2 separate regions of the Macaca mulatta genome follow, and region 2 is linked to region 1. Evidence: chromatin contacts called from public Hi-C data. All regions are on one chromosome and are shown on one strand. Each heading gives the region's core, a stretch centred on a gene start, on an enhancer-like site or on the middle of the called end of the contact. The rest is flanking DNA. Distances are from core to core; before and after follow the strand shown.

Evidence for each region. A called contact is a pair of places that touch in the nucleus more often than the background predicts.
Region 2: a contact with region 1 is called in a Hi-C map of fetal cortex germinal zone, with 2.2 times the contacts expected there. The contact joins the promoter of CDC6 here to the promoter of WIPF2 in region 1. A contact is called at or near these places in 2 of 14 Hi-C or Micro-C datasets (cortical neurons and fetal cortex germinal zone).

The regions. Positions count from the first base shown.
Region 1 is chr16:64,590,342-64,597,998 of T2T-MMU8v2.0, forward strand. WIPF2 (WAS/WASL interacting protein family member 2) reads left to right here and starts at 4,475. Exons shown (of 9, transcript XM_077971589.1): 1 at 4,475-4,663; 2 at 5,555-5,679. It overlaps LOC144335687 (a long non-coding RNA gene), which reads right to left. Exons shown (of 3, transcript XR_013406746.1): 2 at 6,698-7,657; 3 at 6,163-6,379.
Region 2 is chr16:64,666,183-64,673,839 of T2T-MMU8v2.0, forward strand. It overlaps CDC6 (cell division cycle 6), which reads left to right and starts at 4,562. Exons shown (of 12, transcript XM_015119579.3): 1 at 4,562-4,832; 2 at 6,169-6,359. The coding sequence starts at 6,182. It overlaps LOC144335685 (a long non-coding RNA gene), which reads right to left and starts at 4,310. Exons shown (of 2, transcript XR_013406743.1): 1 at 4,161-4,310.

The DNA.
Region 1 (7,657 bases), core at 3,225-5,724:
AAAATTAGCTGGGCATGGTGGCGCATGCCTGTAATCCCAGCTACTTGGGAGGCTGAGGCAGGAGAATGGTTTGAACCCAGGAGGCAGAGGTTGTGGTGAGCCGAGATCGTGCCATTGCACTCCAGTCTGGGCAACAAGAGTGAAACTCCGTCTCAAAAAAATAAAAAATAAAAAACAAAAGGACCAGTGCGGTGTCTCACACCTGTAATCCCAGCACTTTAGGAGGCCGAGGCAGGTGGATTGCTTGAAGTCAGGAATTCAAGACCAGCCTGGCAAATACGATGAAACCCCATTTCTACTAAAAATACAAAAATTAGCCGGGTGTGCTGGCGCGTGCCTGCAATCCCAGCTACTTGGGAGGCTGAGGCAGAAGAATTGCTTGAACCCGGGAGGCGGAGGTTGCAGTGAGCCGAGATTGTGCCATTGCAATTCAGCCTGGGCAACAGAGCAAGACTCTGTCTCAAACAAACAAATAAACGAACAAACAAACAAAAAACACAGACCCTGGAGATACTTCTACTTTTGCTACTTACAGGTATGTGACTTTGAGCAAGATGGTTAACCTTGCTGTGTCTGTTTCTTCATCTGTCAAATGGGCTTCCAAATACCTGCCTCAGAAAGTTACTGTGAGGATTAAATGAGTTATGTGAGGTTTTGACAGTGCCTGGCACATGGTAAGTGTTACTAAATGTCAAACCTAACCTATGATGACTTCTGTAACCTAATTTCTTGCCTCCCCCAGAAGTTCTAACTCTAACCTTATCAACATGCTTTATGGGCCAGGTGAGGTAGCACACGTCTGTAATTCTAACACTTTGGGAGGCCCAAGTAGGAGGCTCACTTGAGGCCAGGAGTTCCAGACCACCTGGGTGACAAAGGGAGATGCTGTGTCTTTGAAAAGAAAAAAATTGGCTGGGTGCAGTGGCTCACGCCTGTAATTCCAGCACTTTGGGAGACCGAGGCGGGTGGATCATGAGGTCAGGAGATCAAGACCATCCTGGCTAACACGGTGAAACCCCATCTCTACTAAAAATACAAAAAATTAGCCGGGTATGGTGGTGGGCGTTTCTAGGCCCAGTTACTCAGGAGGCTGAGGCAGGAGAATGGTGTGAACCTGGGAAGCAGAGCTTGCAGTGAGCTGATATTGTGCCACTGCACTCCAGCCTGGGTGACAGAGCAAGACTCTGTCTCAAAAAAAAAAAGAGAAAAAAAAATTTAAAAATTAGCTGCGCGTGGCCACCAGCGCCTGCAGTCCTAAATAGCAGGCTGAGGCAGAAGGATTACTTAAGCCCAGAAGTTCAAGACTACAGGCCGGGCGCAGTGGCTCATGCCTATAATTCCAGCACTTTGGGAGGCCAAGGTGGGTGGATCATCTGAGATGAGGAGTTTGAGACCAGCCTGGCCAAGTTGGTGAAACCCCATCTCTATTAAGAATACAAAAATTAGGGCTGGGCGCAGTGGCTCACGCCTGTAATCCCAGCACTTTGGAAGGCCGAGGCAGGTGGATCACCTGAGGTCTGGAGTTTGAGACCAGCCTGGCCAACATGGTGAAACCCCATCTCTACTAAAAATACAAAAAATTAGCTGGGCATGTTGGCAAGCACCTGTAATCCCAGCCACTTGGGAGGCTGAGGCAGGAGAATTGCTTGAACCTGGGAGGTGAGCTGAGATTGCGCCATTGCACTCCAGCCTGGGCAATAAGAGTGAAACTCTGTCTCAAAACAACAACAACAACAACAACAACAACAACAACAACAACAACAACGAAAACCAAAAATTAGACAGGCGTGGTGGCAAGTGCCTGTAGTCCCAGCTACTCGGGAGGCTGAGGCAGGAGAATGGCGTGAACCCAGGAGCTGGAGGTTGCAATGAGCTGAGATCGCACCACTGCACTCCAGCCTGAGCAACAGAGTGAGACTCATTCTCAAAAAAAGGAAAAAAGAAAAAGACTGTAGTGAGCCATTACTGTGCCACTGCACTGCAGCCTGTCTCTAAAAGACCCTGTCTCTTAAAAAAAAAAAATGTGCGTTATTGGAATGTGCCATGATTCTTCTTGCTTTGCACAACTTCTCCCTACAATGCTTTTCCCTCACTTCTTCCCTGGTCAATTCCTACCTGTCCCTCAAGTCTCACTTAGAATTTGGGTATGGCCTCACTTAGTTACTTTTTGTTTTCTTTCTTGAGACAGGGTTTCACTCTATTGCTCAGCCTGGACTGTATTGGCACAATCATGGCTCAGCCCAGCCTTCATCTCCCAGGCTTAAGTGATCCTGCCACAGCAGCCTCCCAAGTAACTGGAACTACAGGGTCACGCCACCGGGCCCAGCTAATTTTTTTTTTTTTTTTTTTTTTGAGACAGAGTCTCACTCTTGTTGCTCGGGCTGGACTGCAATGGCATGATCTTGGCTCCGCAACCTCCACCTCCTGGGTTCAAGTGATTCTCCTGCCTCAGCCTCCTAAGTACCTGGGATTACAGGCATGCACCAACACACCTGGCTAATTTTGTATTTTTAGTAGAGACGGGGTTTCACCATGTTGGTCAGGCTAGTCTCGAACTCCCGACCTCACATGATCTGCCCGCCTTGGCCTCCCAAAGTCCTGGGATTACAGGCATGAGCCACCACGCCCAGCCATATCCGGGTAATTTTTGTAGTAACAAGGTTTCACCATGTTTCCCAGGCTGGTCTTGAACTTCTGGGCTCAAGTGATCCCCGCCCCCGCCCCGCTCAGCCTCCTAAAGTGCTGGGATTACAGGCATGAGCCACTGCACTTGGGCCAGTTAGTTACTTTTTTCCTGAAGCCTATATCACTATCTCCCCAAGTCTGGGTGAGATGTCCCTATATTTATCCCAGTGGCTGCCCTTATCATACAGTGTAAGTGTTATAGAGCATGAGGGTTTACAGTGGGCAGTGAATGCCCTGAGGAAGAAGCATTTGCAGTAAGGCTTGAAAAATGAGGAAGAGGCAGAGGATAGCTTGTACAAAGTCCCTGAGGTGGGAACTGCCGAATGGGGTACACTGCAGTGAGTGAGGAGGGGACAGGCAGGGGACTAGGTTGAAGAGCTGGGAGGCTCTGGTAAAGTGTTTAGATGCATCATCTCCCTGGCTCCATTGCTCCACCTATGGCCATGCAGGATGTGGACAGCTGAAAATCTTTACCTTGTGTCCCTGATCCCTATGCCTGCAATGTTCCCTGCCTTCTCTGATTAATAATAAAATTCCATTCATCCTTCAAGGCCCAGGTCCAAACTATTTACGAAACCTCCTTCCATTCTTTAGCAGGAATTAATTGCTCCCTTGTCTGAAGTCCACAGCACTAATCACATGCTGACTTGTATCTCAGCTAGCTGTTTATGCCAGTCTGCCCACCAACGTAGAGAGTTCCCTGAGGGCAAAGGCTCTTAGTCACCTCTGTAGCCATCTCCTGGTGTTTAGCAGGTACTCAATGTGACATTTACTTGACTAGTGGGTGGTGCTTAGTACTACTCATGGCAGAATAGAAGGAAAACAAAAATAGTAACAATTTATGCTCTATCACGTTTCCCCATTCATTACCTGATTTCGGCCTTCCAACAACTCTATGAGACAGATGGGACAGGCACTATTAGACCCATTTTACAGATAGGGTAGCTGAGGCCCTATGGCACACAGCTTGTAAGTAATGTGGACTAAGTCTCAAACTTGTCCCCTTACTTCGGATTCTGTGCTAGGAATGGAATTAAACCAAACAGTATTTTGAAGCCATAATGGAAAGCGCTTTTCTGGGTGGACTAGGGAGAGATCTTTAGTCAGCTGTCAGGGGTTAACAGCAGCTCCATCAAGGAGGGCACAAGATTTCTCTCTCTGGCCCAAGCAGCTGGAGGAGTCCACAGCACCATCCTACAGCCCTGGAAGCTGGAGGAAACCCCAGCCCGAGAAAGAAGAGACTGGTGTTCGGGTCAGGTGGGTAAGATGACGTAAATGATGACTTGTGAGCAGAGGCCTGCCTCTGTTGCTATGACAACTGGAGCATGACTACTTGGCCTTTGCAAGGTTGGCTGAGGCGGGTTCTTCGTTAATTCGAGATTAAGGAAGGATATTTAGCGGGGAAAGTGTGTGTGTGTGGGGCGGATTAAAGACGAAAGGAGTATATTCAACAATGACTGTTTAGCTCAGTGTTCTCCACCTTGGCAACACGTTACAATCACCTGCCACAATTTCCTGATGCCTAGGCTGCACCCCAGAATTAAATTAGAATTTCCAGGAGTGGGAACCAGGCATCATAGTTATTTAAATCTGCCAGGTGATTCCAATTGCAGCTAAAGTTGCAAACCCAGGTTTTAACTGGTAAGCGGCATTCTTGTGACCTTCCCAAGATGGCGGCCACTCAACCGCTTCCGCCTTTACGTGGGCAGGCAGGGGGCGGGCTTCCCAGGGGCGCATGCGTCCCGCGTCTCTTCGCTCCCTGCTCCCTCCTCCTTTTTCCCCCGCCTCCATTTTGTTCGCGGACGCTGGGGACGGTGGGAGCAGATCCATTTCCGGGTTGGCAAAAGGGGCGGCGGCGGCGGCGAGAAAGAGAGCTTGCCGGGGGGCGAGCAGGGCAGGACGAAGCCGGAGCGTAGGCGGCGGAGGATTCGCTCCCAGAGCAGCTGTGGCCAGGTCGGAAAGAGGCCGGGGCGGCTGGGTCAGTCGCTGAAATGACCTGCGGACCTGAGTGGGAGGAAAGCCGGGGGGAGGGGGACTGGGGGCGGGGCTTGAGAAGAGAGGGGGCATTAGAGGAGGGGCCGGAGGGAGAGAGGGGTCTTGGGGGCGGGGCCTGAGGGGCGGGGGGCCTGGGGACTGAATCGGAAGAACCTGGAGGAGAGAGGGCGTGGGGAATCTGGGGAGGAGTGGTCGGGTATTGGTATGGGGCTAGCGCGGACTGGGAAAATGGGGAGGAAGGTTTTTGAGAGACAGGTAATAAGGGCTCCTGAAGGATTGGGTGAGGTAAGGCGGCAGCTCAGTGTGAGGAACGAGGTAATCGTGCGCAAAGAGGGAGACGGGAACGGAAGACCTGTTGGGAACAGCTGATTAGCAGGATGCTGTGAGTGAGGAGTCAAGTGTGACATTTTGGGGATTGAGTTAAGTGGAAGCTAGCGTTTGGGAAGATGGCTCGGGAAACTGCTTACACCAGAGGGAATCTTGAGAACATTCGTTGAAAAGGAATCAGAATCGAGTTAAAGGTCGGATTGAGAATGTTGAGAAACGCATTGGAACGTCTGGAGTTGAGGGTTCATGTTGAAGTGGTGTGAAGTGAGGGAAGATGGAATTTTTTTTTTTTTAAAGGTGGGGTCTGGCTATGTTGCTCAGACTGGTCGTCTTGAACTCCTGGGCTCAAGCGATCTTCCCACCTTGGCCTCCCAGAGTGCTGGCATTACAGGTGTGAGCCTCTGCGCCCGGCCAAGATGGAAATCTTAAAGTGTTCAGCATGAGTGTGTATGGTCGAGTTTTTGATCAGGAAGGAAAGTTCTTAAAGATAACATTGGGGCAAGGAACTGGTGTGTGATGGAATTTTTTTTTTTTTTTTTCTTTTAAGAGACGTGGTCTCACTCTGTCGTCCAGGCTGGAGTGCAGTGGCATGATCATGGCTTCTTGAAACCTTGACCTCCCGGGCTCAAAGTGATCCTCCCACCTCAGTCTCTCCAATAGCTGGGACCACAGGTGTGGCCACTACTCCTGCCTAACATATGTGTGTGTGTGTGTGTGTGTGTATATATGTGTGTGTGTGTGTGTGTGTGTTTTATTGTTGTTGTTGGAGACAGAGTCTTGCTCTGTTGTCCAGACTGGTCTAGAATTCCTGGGCTCAAGTGATCCTCCTGCCTTGGCCTCCCAAAGTGCTGGGATTACAGGTATGAGCCACTGTGCCTGGCCCAGAATTCGTTTTTGTTTTTTTTTTTTTTTGAGACAGAGTCTTGCTCAGTTGCTCAGGCTGGAGTGCAGTGGTGCGATCTCAGCTCACTACAAGCTCTGCCTCCCGGGTTCACAGCCATTCTTCTACCTCAGCCTCCTGAGTAGCTGGGACTACAGGCCCCTACCACCACACCCAGCTAATTTTTCTTTTTGTATTTTTGGTAGGGACGCGGTTTCACCGTGTTAGCCAGGCTGGTCTCTATCTCCTGACCTCGTGATCCGCCCACCTCGGCCTCCCAAAGTGCTGGGATTACAGGCATGAGCCACCACGCTCAGCCAGAATTCATATATTTTTTTTGTTGTTGTTGAGACAGAGTCTCGCTTTGTCGCCCAGACTGGAGTGCAGTGGCCGGATCTCAGCTCACTGCAAGCTCCACCTCCCGGGTTCACGCCATTCTCCTGCCTCAGCCTCCGAGTAGCTGGGACTACAGACGCCTGCCACCTCGCCCGGCTAGGTTTTTGTATTTTTTTTTTTTTTTTTTTTTTTTGAGACGGAGTCTCGCTCTGTTGCCCAGGCTGGAGTGCAGTGGCCGGATCTCAGCTCACTGCAAGCTCCGCCTCCCGGGTTCCCGCCATTCTCCTGCCTCAGCCTCCCAAGTAGCTGGGACTACAGGCGCCCGCCACCTCGCCCGGCTAGTTTTTTGTATTTTTTAGTAGAGACGGGGTTTCACCGTGTTAGCCAGGATGGTCTCGATCTCCTAACCTCGTGATCCGCCCGTCTCGGCCTCCCAAAGTGCTGGGATTACAGGCTTGAGCCACCGCGCCCGGCCGGTTTTTGTATTTTTTAGTAGAGACGGGGTTTCACCGTGTTAGCCAGGATGGTCTCGATCTCCTGACCTTGTGATCCGCCCGTCTCGGCCTCCCAAAGTGCTGGGATTACAGGCTTGAGCCACCGCGCCCAGCCCAGAATTCATATTTTTTAAAGGACTTGAATAATTTGTTATTGCTTTGGGCTCTCCCAGGGTCCCCATCCTTTTTCATGCTGTTATTTTTGCCTTACGGTTTTGGTTTTTGACTGTCTTACTGAATGTTTTTGGCTATTCTGTTCTCCTTTTACAAATCAGAAGAGAACTTCAGGGAGTAAGGACAGTTTTAGCCTACCTATGGATTTAGTAAATAACTTCAAGGCAAATTATTAAACTCTCATTTTTTTCCCTTTTGAAATATAGGTCTCATCTGTCCCTGCCTCTAAAAGTTTGTGTTAACACATGGGATCTTTAAAGTGGTTGCATAGAAGTGATGTCTGAAAACGAGACTGTGATATTGATATTTAGAAGACACACAATGGTACACCTGTCTGTAATCCCAGCTGCTTGGGAGGCTGAGGCAGGAGGATTGTTTGAGCCTAAGAGTTCAAGACCACTCTGGGCAACATAGCAAGACCCCGTCTCCCTCTCTCTCTTTTTTTGTTTTTAAGATAGAGTCTCGCTCTCTTGCCCAGGCTGGAGTGCAGTGGCGTGATTTCAGCTCACTGCAACCTCCGCCTCCCAGGTTCAAGCGAATCTTCTGCCTCAACCACCTGAGTATCTGGGATTACAGGCATGTGCCACAACGCCCAGCTAATTTTTATATTTTTAGTAGAGACAGGGTTTCACCATATTGGCCAGGCTGTCTTGAGCTCCTGACTTTGTGATCCGCCCACCTCAGCCTCCCAAAGTACTGGGATAACAGGTGTGTGCCACCGTACCTGGCCGACCTGTCTCTTAAAGAAAAACAAGACCGGGCATGC
Region 2 (7,657 bases), core at 3,312-5,811, 76 kb after region 1:
CCTTTTCCTTGAATCTCTTACAATTCTTTCTACCTGTGTTACACAGCAGATTCTCAAATTGAGGCTAAAGGAAAGAAGGGTGGGGACAAAGCATACAGAATGTGTGTATCTGTTTTTATATGGGTGTTGGCTGTTTTTCCTCACTGCTTTTTAAGCTGAATCTTAGCTGGTTTTCTTGAACTTTGCCTTTAGGTGTAAAAATTCAACCAGACACTCTCTCCTTACTGTGGTCAGCTGACATCATAACCACTAAGGCTTAATGAGCTTAACTTGCACTTTGATCACTAGCAAAGGTCTTGAAGTTATTTCTCTTCCTGATTCATAATGGGTGTGTGTATGAATCACTCTCACATAATTTAGATATAAAAACCTATGAGGATGAGGGAGGGAGGAGAGAAAAAAAGGACTCCTTTCATTTTCATCTGTACTTCCCAGATGGGCTGAATCCCTGATTATTTGACCCATCATTGTTATTAATATGGTTAATAAACTACTTGTTTATTGATTGAATTGTTCCTCCGATTTGAAATAGCCTGCAAATGGAGTTTGCCTAAATGACCTTCGACTTCCTAACCCTATAATTCATTCTGTCTTATTGTGATAGTATTGCTAGTACGTGTGTGTGTATGTCTACACACACACACAAAAGGATACCAGACAGGTTCTTCCAGTGTGATTTGATTCCTTATCCATGATACTGTGTATGAGTTAGCAGGTGATAAGGACACTAGTTTCCTCCCTCCATTACTGAGGCAGAGCTGCTTGCCATGAATGTGCCTCTTAAGTATTTCCCAACCCAATCTAACCATGAACTGAGTGACCCACTGGAAGGAAGCTGCCTGTCTCCAACTTCCTAGTACTCTGCAAAGAGAGGTAAAGGAACTGTGGAAAATGAACTAGAACTAGAAATATGTTAACCTCAGGATTCTGACTGCCCCAGAGGATAACTGGGGATATGCTTTGCCTCTGACATCACTGGAGCCCAGTCTGGATCGTTTTCACACATAATTGAATTCATTCTCCACTCCTAGGCGTAAGGGTGTGAGACTTAAAGGAGTATATGCTCTCCAGCCACAAGTGTTTATGCAAAGGGTAGATGTCCACTTGGCAAGAATGTCCTTTCCATTCCTTCAGCAAGCACTTATTGTACACTTTACTGTGTACCAGGCGTCTATGAAGATGAAAAGTCTTTTTTTGCCGGGCATGGTGGCTCATACCTGTAATTCTAGCACTTTGGGAGGCTGAGGCAGGTGGATCACCTGAGGTCAGGAGTTCGAGACCAGCCTGACCAATATGGTGAAACCCTGTCTCTACTAAAAATATGGGCCCCTGTAATCCCAGCTACTCAGGAGGCTGAGGCAGGAGGGTTGCTTGAACCCCGGGGGGGGGGGGGGGGCGGCAGAGGTTGCAGTGAGCTGAGATTGCGCCACTGCACTCCAGCCTGGGTGACAGAGTGAGACTCCATGTCAAAAAAAAAAAAATTTTTTTTTTTTTTTTTCCAGTTTGGAGATGGGGTCTCGCTATGTTGCTCAGGCTGTCCTCAAACTAGGCTCAAGGGATCCTCCCACCTCAGCCTCCTGAGTAGCTGGAATTACAGATGCATGCCACTATGCAAGGCTAAGACATGGTCTTTGACTCCAAGGAACTCATAGTAGACTTCAGGATAACTACCAGGAGAAGCCTATGCAGGGTATTAAAAGGCTTTATGAGAGTTAGCCAGGGAAGATGGAAGGTGAGTGACATTCCAGACACAGGAAACAGCAAAAACAAACGCAAGAAACAAGAAGCAAGAAGCAAGAAACAATATGATGTGTACCCATCACGTTGCTGGAGGATCATTATTAGTGCAAAGGAAAAGCTTCAAGTAGATAACTTTTCAGTCCTGACATTCTGTGATTATTTGCCTGCTTCCACGGTGGTCATTTACGCCTGTAGGCTTTTCTTGGACCACTGCTATGTTTCCTGGTATTTTTTTTTTTTTTTTTTTTTTTTTTTTTTTGAGACGGAGTCTCGCTCTGTCGCCCAGGCTGGAGTGCAGTGGCGCTATCTCGGCTCACTGCAAGCTCCGCCTCCCGGGTTTACGCCATTCTCCTGCCTCAGCCTTCCGAGTAGCTGGGACTACAGGCGCCCGCCACCTCGCCCGGCTAATTTTTTTGTATTTTTAGTAGAGACGGGGTTTCATTGTGTTAGCCAGGATGGTCTCGATCTCCTGACCTCGTGATCCGCCCGTCTCGGCCTCCCAAAGTGCTGGGATTACAGGCTTGAGCCACCGCGCCCGGCCGTTTCCTGGTGTTTTCTTTCTTTTCCTTTTTTTTTTTTTTTTTCTTGAGGCAGAGTCTTGCTCTCTCCCCCAGGCTGGAGTGCAGTGGCGTGGCCTGATCTGCGCTCACTGCAAGCTCCACCTTCCGAGTTCACACCATTCTCCTGCCACAGCCTCCCAGGTAGCTGGAACTACAGGCGCCCGCCACCACCACGCCCGGCAAATTTTTGTATTTTAGTAGAGACGGGTTTCACTGTGTTAGCCAGGATGGTCTTGATCTCCTGACCTCATGATCCACCCGCCTCGGCCTCCCAAAGTGTGGGGATTACAGGCGTGAGCCACTGCACCCAGCCGTTTCCTGGTGTTTTCATAGGCTCCAATATGCATGCTAAGTACTCATAGCTGCCTCTGCTTTCTCCTTGTAACCGAGGTAGGTTGTTTACCATAACCACCCCTTAAAGCTGGCTGTGCACACGTTACCATTTCAGGTTATTAAGGGCAATTCTTAGATGCCCATGTTATAAAAATATGAACAGTGAAGGTTGCTTCCTGAGTTCTGTTGTCCTACTAAGACATCAGAAATACCATCTAGTCCTTTTAAAATCTTCCATTGTGGCCAGGAGCGGTGGCTCACGCCTGTAATCCCAGCACTGTAGGAGGCTGAGGTGGGTGGATCACGAGGTCAGGAGTTTGAGATCAACCTGGCTACCATAGTGAAACCCCCTCTACTAAAAATACAAAAATTAGCCAGGCGTGGTGGCTCGTGCCTATAGTCCTGGCTACTCAGGAGGGTGAGGCAGGAGAATGGCTTGAACCCAGGAGGTGGAGCACTCCAGCATGAGTGACAGAATGAGATTCTGTCTCAGAAGAAGAAGAAAAAAAGCTTCCATTGTGTGGTAACTTTCTCCATTCCTGACAGCCCATTCTCTTCACTTTTGGAGTTTTCAGCTGCTAAAAAGCCTTCACAAAATGTACTCCACCATCTCTTCCTGTTTAGAATCTGAATCTGTCTAATCATCCCCCTATGATAACGTGGTCAAGAGTTTGATGTTCTGTCAGAGTTCAGAGTTAAAATTCTAGCTTTTCCACTTACTAGTTGTGTGACCTTGGGCAAGTTTTCTCAACTCCCCTCTACTGTAGTTCCCTCATTTGTAAAATGAAATAACACCAGCTTCGTGGGGGTGCTTGTGAAGATTAATAAGCTGATGTAGGTAAAATACTGAGCACAGTCCCTGGCATACACTTAAGCACTCAATATTGCCTCTCTTCATGAACTAGGTACCAATTAACTGATGATCGTAATATTGTTGCTTTCCTCTTTCTAGGCTTTATGGCTCTATTTTATTTGTTACTGAGGGGTAAAAGATAAATGTTTACCATCACCTAGAATTGGATTCTGGCCTCGAAAGGAGCCTGAGGCTTAGATGAGTTATTGGCTTTGGAAGCTGGCCTCCAAATTACTGCGCTAATTTATATTTTTCATTAAAAACTCAGCTTGCCTCTTCTATATAGCTGTCTTCCCTGGCCCTGAAACCCTGGTGTTTCGCCATAAAAGATTTTAAAATTAAGGGGTCATGATTCTCTCCCCACGATGTGTGGATTAATGGTAAGAATGTGCACAGAACATAATATTCTTACGTTGAACGAAATAAAAGCAAAGATTTGGCTGTTTCTCATCTTTGAAGCACGAATCAAGAGATACTATGATGAAGCATAGTTTTTCTTTATATAGGTGTGTAGAACTTTACCAAAAAAATCACTAGTTCAGCCATCAGTAGATCTGGATCCTAGGCTTTTCGCTGTCACCAAGATGCTGTGACCTCTAACCTTGTATACAGGTTTGCTTTGTACCTTGCGAGGTTGAGCATTAGAGAATTAAGTAAAGTGCCTAGCATCATACCTGGTGCACAGAACCCAAAACGGTAGGTATCATGTAGCAGTTCTGAAAATCTAGCCCATCAGGATGATGCAAATGGGTGCGTTCGGCAGTGAGATGGGGAACCACATCTTGACACATCCAGTCGAAGGAAGAGCGCGGAAGTAGAGTCGCGCGGCAGCAAAGACTACGCCTCCCACCGTGCTTTGCGGCGGGGCCGGCCCGTCTTGCCCAGAATCGCCCTGCAGCGATCGCGCGTCTTTCCACCGAGGCCCCGGATGTAGAGTCCCTCCCACCCGTTCAGTGGTCATGGCCTCACAGTGACGCTGAGACTTGGGGCTCTCTCATTGGCTGTAACTCTTCTACTGGATTGGAAGCAAAAAAAGAGGCGGTGCACAAGGCGAACGGCGCCTGTGACTACAGCCAATCAGAAGCGAGGCCGGGCTTTGGCGGGAGGTGGGAACACTGTGGCCATTCGAATTTGGCGCGAGCGCGGCTGTATTTTGCTGCTGCCGGTGTGCAGTTTGTTCAGGGGCTTGTGGTGGTGAGTCCCTGAGCCTGCGTGTGAGAGACTTGAGAAGGATCCTGCACTGAGGAGGTGGGAAGGAGAGGATTGCTCGAGGAGGCCTGGGGTTTGTGAGGCAGCGGAGTTGCGTGAAGGCTGCGGGTTCCGGCGAGGCCCGAGGTAAAGTGAAGGTAAAAGAGCTGAGCTCGCTGGCGGTCTGAGGTCAGGATCAGGGAAAGGGCAGGTGCCCTCAGGGTAGTTATAGCAGTTGTGCGTGGTATGAAGGAGCTGAAAGTTGTAGGAAGGAAATATTCTGGGGTGCGTTGAGAGCTGCCTAGAATGAGGACTGAGTGCAGAGGCGGAGAGAACTGAGGGAAGACTGAACTGTAGTGTGAGGACTTGGGAGAGAAGAGACTAAATGTGGCGGATGCTGGGCTGAACTGGTGATAAAGACACCCCGCGTTCCTGGAGAGAGGGAATTAGAAGTTCTATATAAATCAATTCATGTAACTGTTTTTTTGTTTTGTTTTGTTTTGTTTTTTTGAGACGGGGTCTCGCTCTCGTCGCCCAGGCTGGAATGCAGTGGCGCGATCTCCGCTCACTGACTGCAACCTCCGCCTCCCGGGTTCAAGCGATACTCCTGCTTCAGCCTCTCGAATAGCTGCTACTAGAGGCGCCCGCCACCACGCCCGGCTAATTTTTTTTTTGAGACGGAGTCTCGCTCTGTCGCCCAGGCTGGAGTGCAGTGGCGCGATCTCGGCTCACTGCAAGCTCCGCCTCCTGGGTTCACGCCATTCTCCTGCCTCAGCCTCCCGAGTAGCTGGGACTACAGGCGCCCGCCACCACGCCCGGCTAATTTTTTGCATTTTTAGTAGAGAAGGGATTTCACCGTGTTAGCCAGGATGGTCTCGATCTCCTGACCTCGTGATCCACCCGCCTCGGCCTCCCAAAGTGCTGGGATTACAGGCGTGAGCCACCGCGGCCAGCCGTAATTTTTGTATTTTTACTAGAGACGGGGTTTCACCATGTTGGCCAGGCTGGTCTCGAACTCCTGACCTCAGGTGATCCGCCCGCCTCGGCCTCCCAAAGTGCTGGGATTACAGGCGTGAGCCACCACGCCCGGCCTATTTCAGGTAACTTCTTATTGCATCGCTCAGTTGGTTAAGAACTTGGGCTCTGGCGCCAGAATACCTGGGGTTACATACCTGTTTTTCTGTGACTTTGGGCCACTGTTTATCTCAGTTTTCTCATGTGTAAAATAAAGGCTAATAGTAGTACCTACCTCTTTAAGATAGTTGTTAAACGAATTAGTACCTAAAGTGTTTATAACAGCGGCTTCCACGTAGTAGGTAGACAACAAATGTCAGTTGTTCTTGCATAGATTTGGATGTGAAGCAAAACTGAATGCTAAAATATTGTGATAACATAATTTACTTAAGAAATAAGTGTTAATCATCAGTATAAATTTATTTATTCTCTTCACTTTCACATATTGACTAGTTGTCCTGTTATTTTTTTTTAATCTAGCTGTGCTGCCATCATGCCTCAAACCCGATCCCAGGCACAGGCTACAATCAGTTTTCCAAAAAAGAAGCTGTCTCGGGCATTGAACAAAACTAAAAACTCAAGTGATGCCAAACCAGAACCGACAAATGTTCAAGCTGTAACCTGTTCTCCTCGTGTAAAAGCCCTGCCTCTCAGCCCCAGGAAACGTCTGGGTAAACCATCCATTATATCACTTTTTCACTAGCAGCTCGTGACCTTTCTTTTCTCAGTAAGATGTGTGTCCTTTGAAGGAGCTTTCTAAGTTCAGTTAAGACTTTTTTTTTTCTTTTTTTGAGACAGTCTTGCTCCATCTCCCATCCTGGAGTGCAATGTTGCGATCTCAGCTCCCTGCAACCTCTGCCTCCCAGGTTCAAGCGATTCTCCTGCCTCAGCCTCCCAAGTAGCTGGGATTACAGGCGCCCACCACCACGCCTGGCTAATTTTTTTTTTTTTTAGTAGAGACAGGGTTTCGCTATGTTGGCCAATCTGGTCTCTGACCTCCTGATCTCAGGTGATCCACCTGCCTCGGCCTCCCAAAGTGCTGGGATTACAGGCGTGAGCTACCGCTCCTGACCCTAAGACTACTCTTCATTTTAGTTATTTTCAGAATGGTTGCTAAGTGCTTACCAAACTCCAGAGTTAAGCCACTTACTGAGGTCACTTTCTGAACTACTTAATAGGTCTGATCTTCAATTCCTTAATGCTGAACTTAGTTCTGTCAGTGTTTTAAGTTACCTTGTAGTTACACGGTATTATGAAATTTAACCTCAATATTTGTGAAATTAAAACAAAAAGGTGACATGCTGGATATTTTCCGTCCTTTAGAACAGTGGTTGGTAATTCTTTCTTGTTTTGGAACATTTGTTTTTAAATGGAGGGGTGATTTGGTTGTTTCTGGAGACATGTTTGGTTGTTACAGCTGGGTGTTGCTACTGGCATAGTGGGTAGAGGCCAGGGATGCTGCTAAACATTACAATGCACAGGACAGCTCCTTGACAATGAAGAATCATTTGGTTCAAGATGTCAGTGGTGCCAACATTGAGAAAACCTGTTTCAAAACAGCCTTACAATTTCATCCTGGTAAAACCCGTTTGGTTTCTACTAAATGCAGTAGTCCTCACTTATCTATGGGGGATACATTCCAAGACCCCCAGTGGATGCCTGCAATTGAGGATAGTACCAAACCCTACGTATACTGTGTTTTTGATCTGATAACCAAGTCAGCTACTAAGTGACTAGTGGGTGGATAGCATATACAGTGTGGATATGCTGGCTGAAGGGATGATTCATGTCTCTGGTAGGATGGTGTGGGATTTCATCATGGTACTAAACTGCATGCAATTTAAAACTTGTCAATTGTTTATTTCTGGAATTTTCCATTTAGTATTTTCAGACTGAGGGTAACTAGAACGGTGGATAAGGGCACTACTGTAGTAAGATCAGTGGTGCCATCTGGTGGCCAATATTTGCT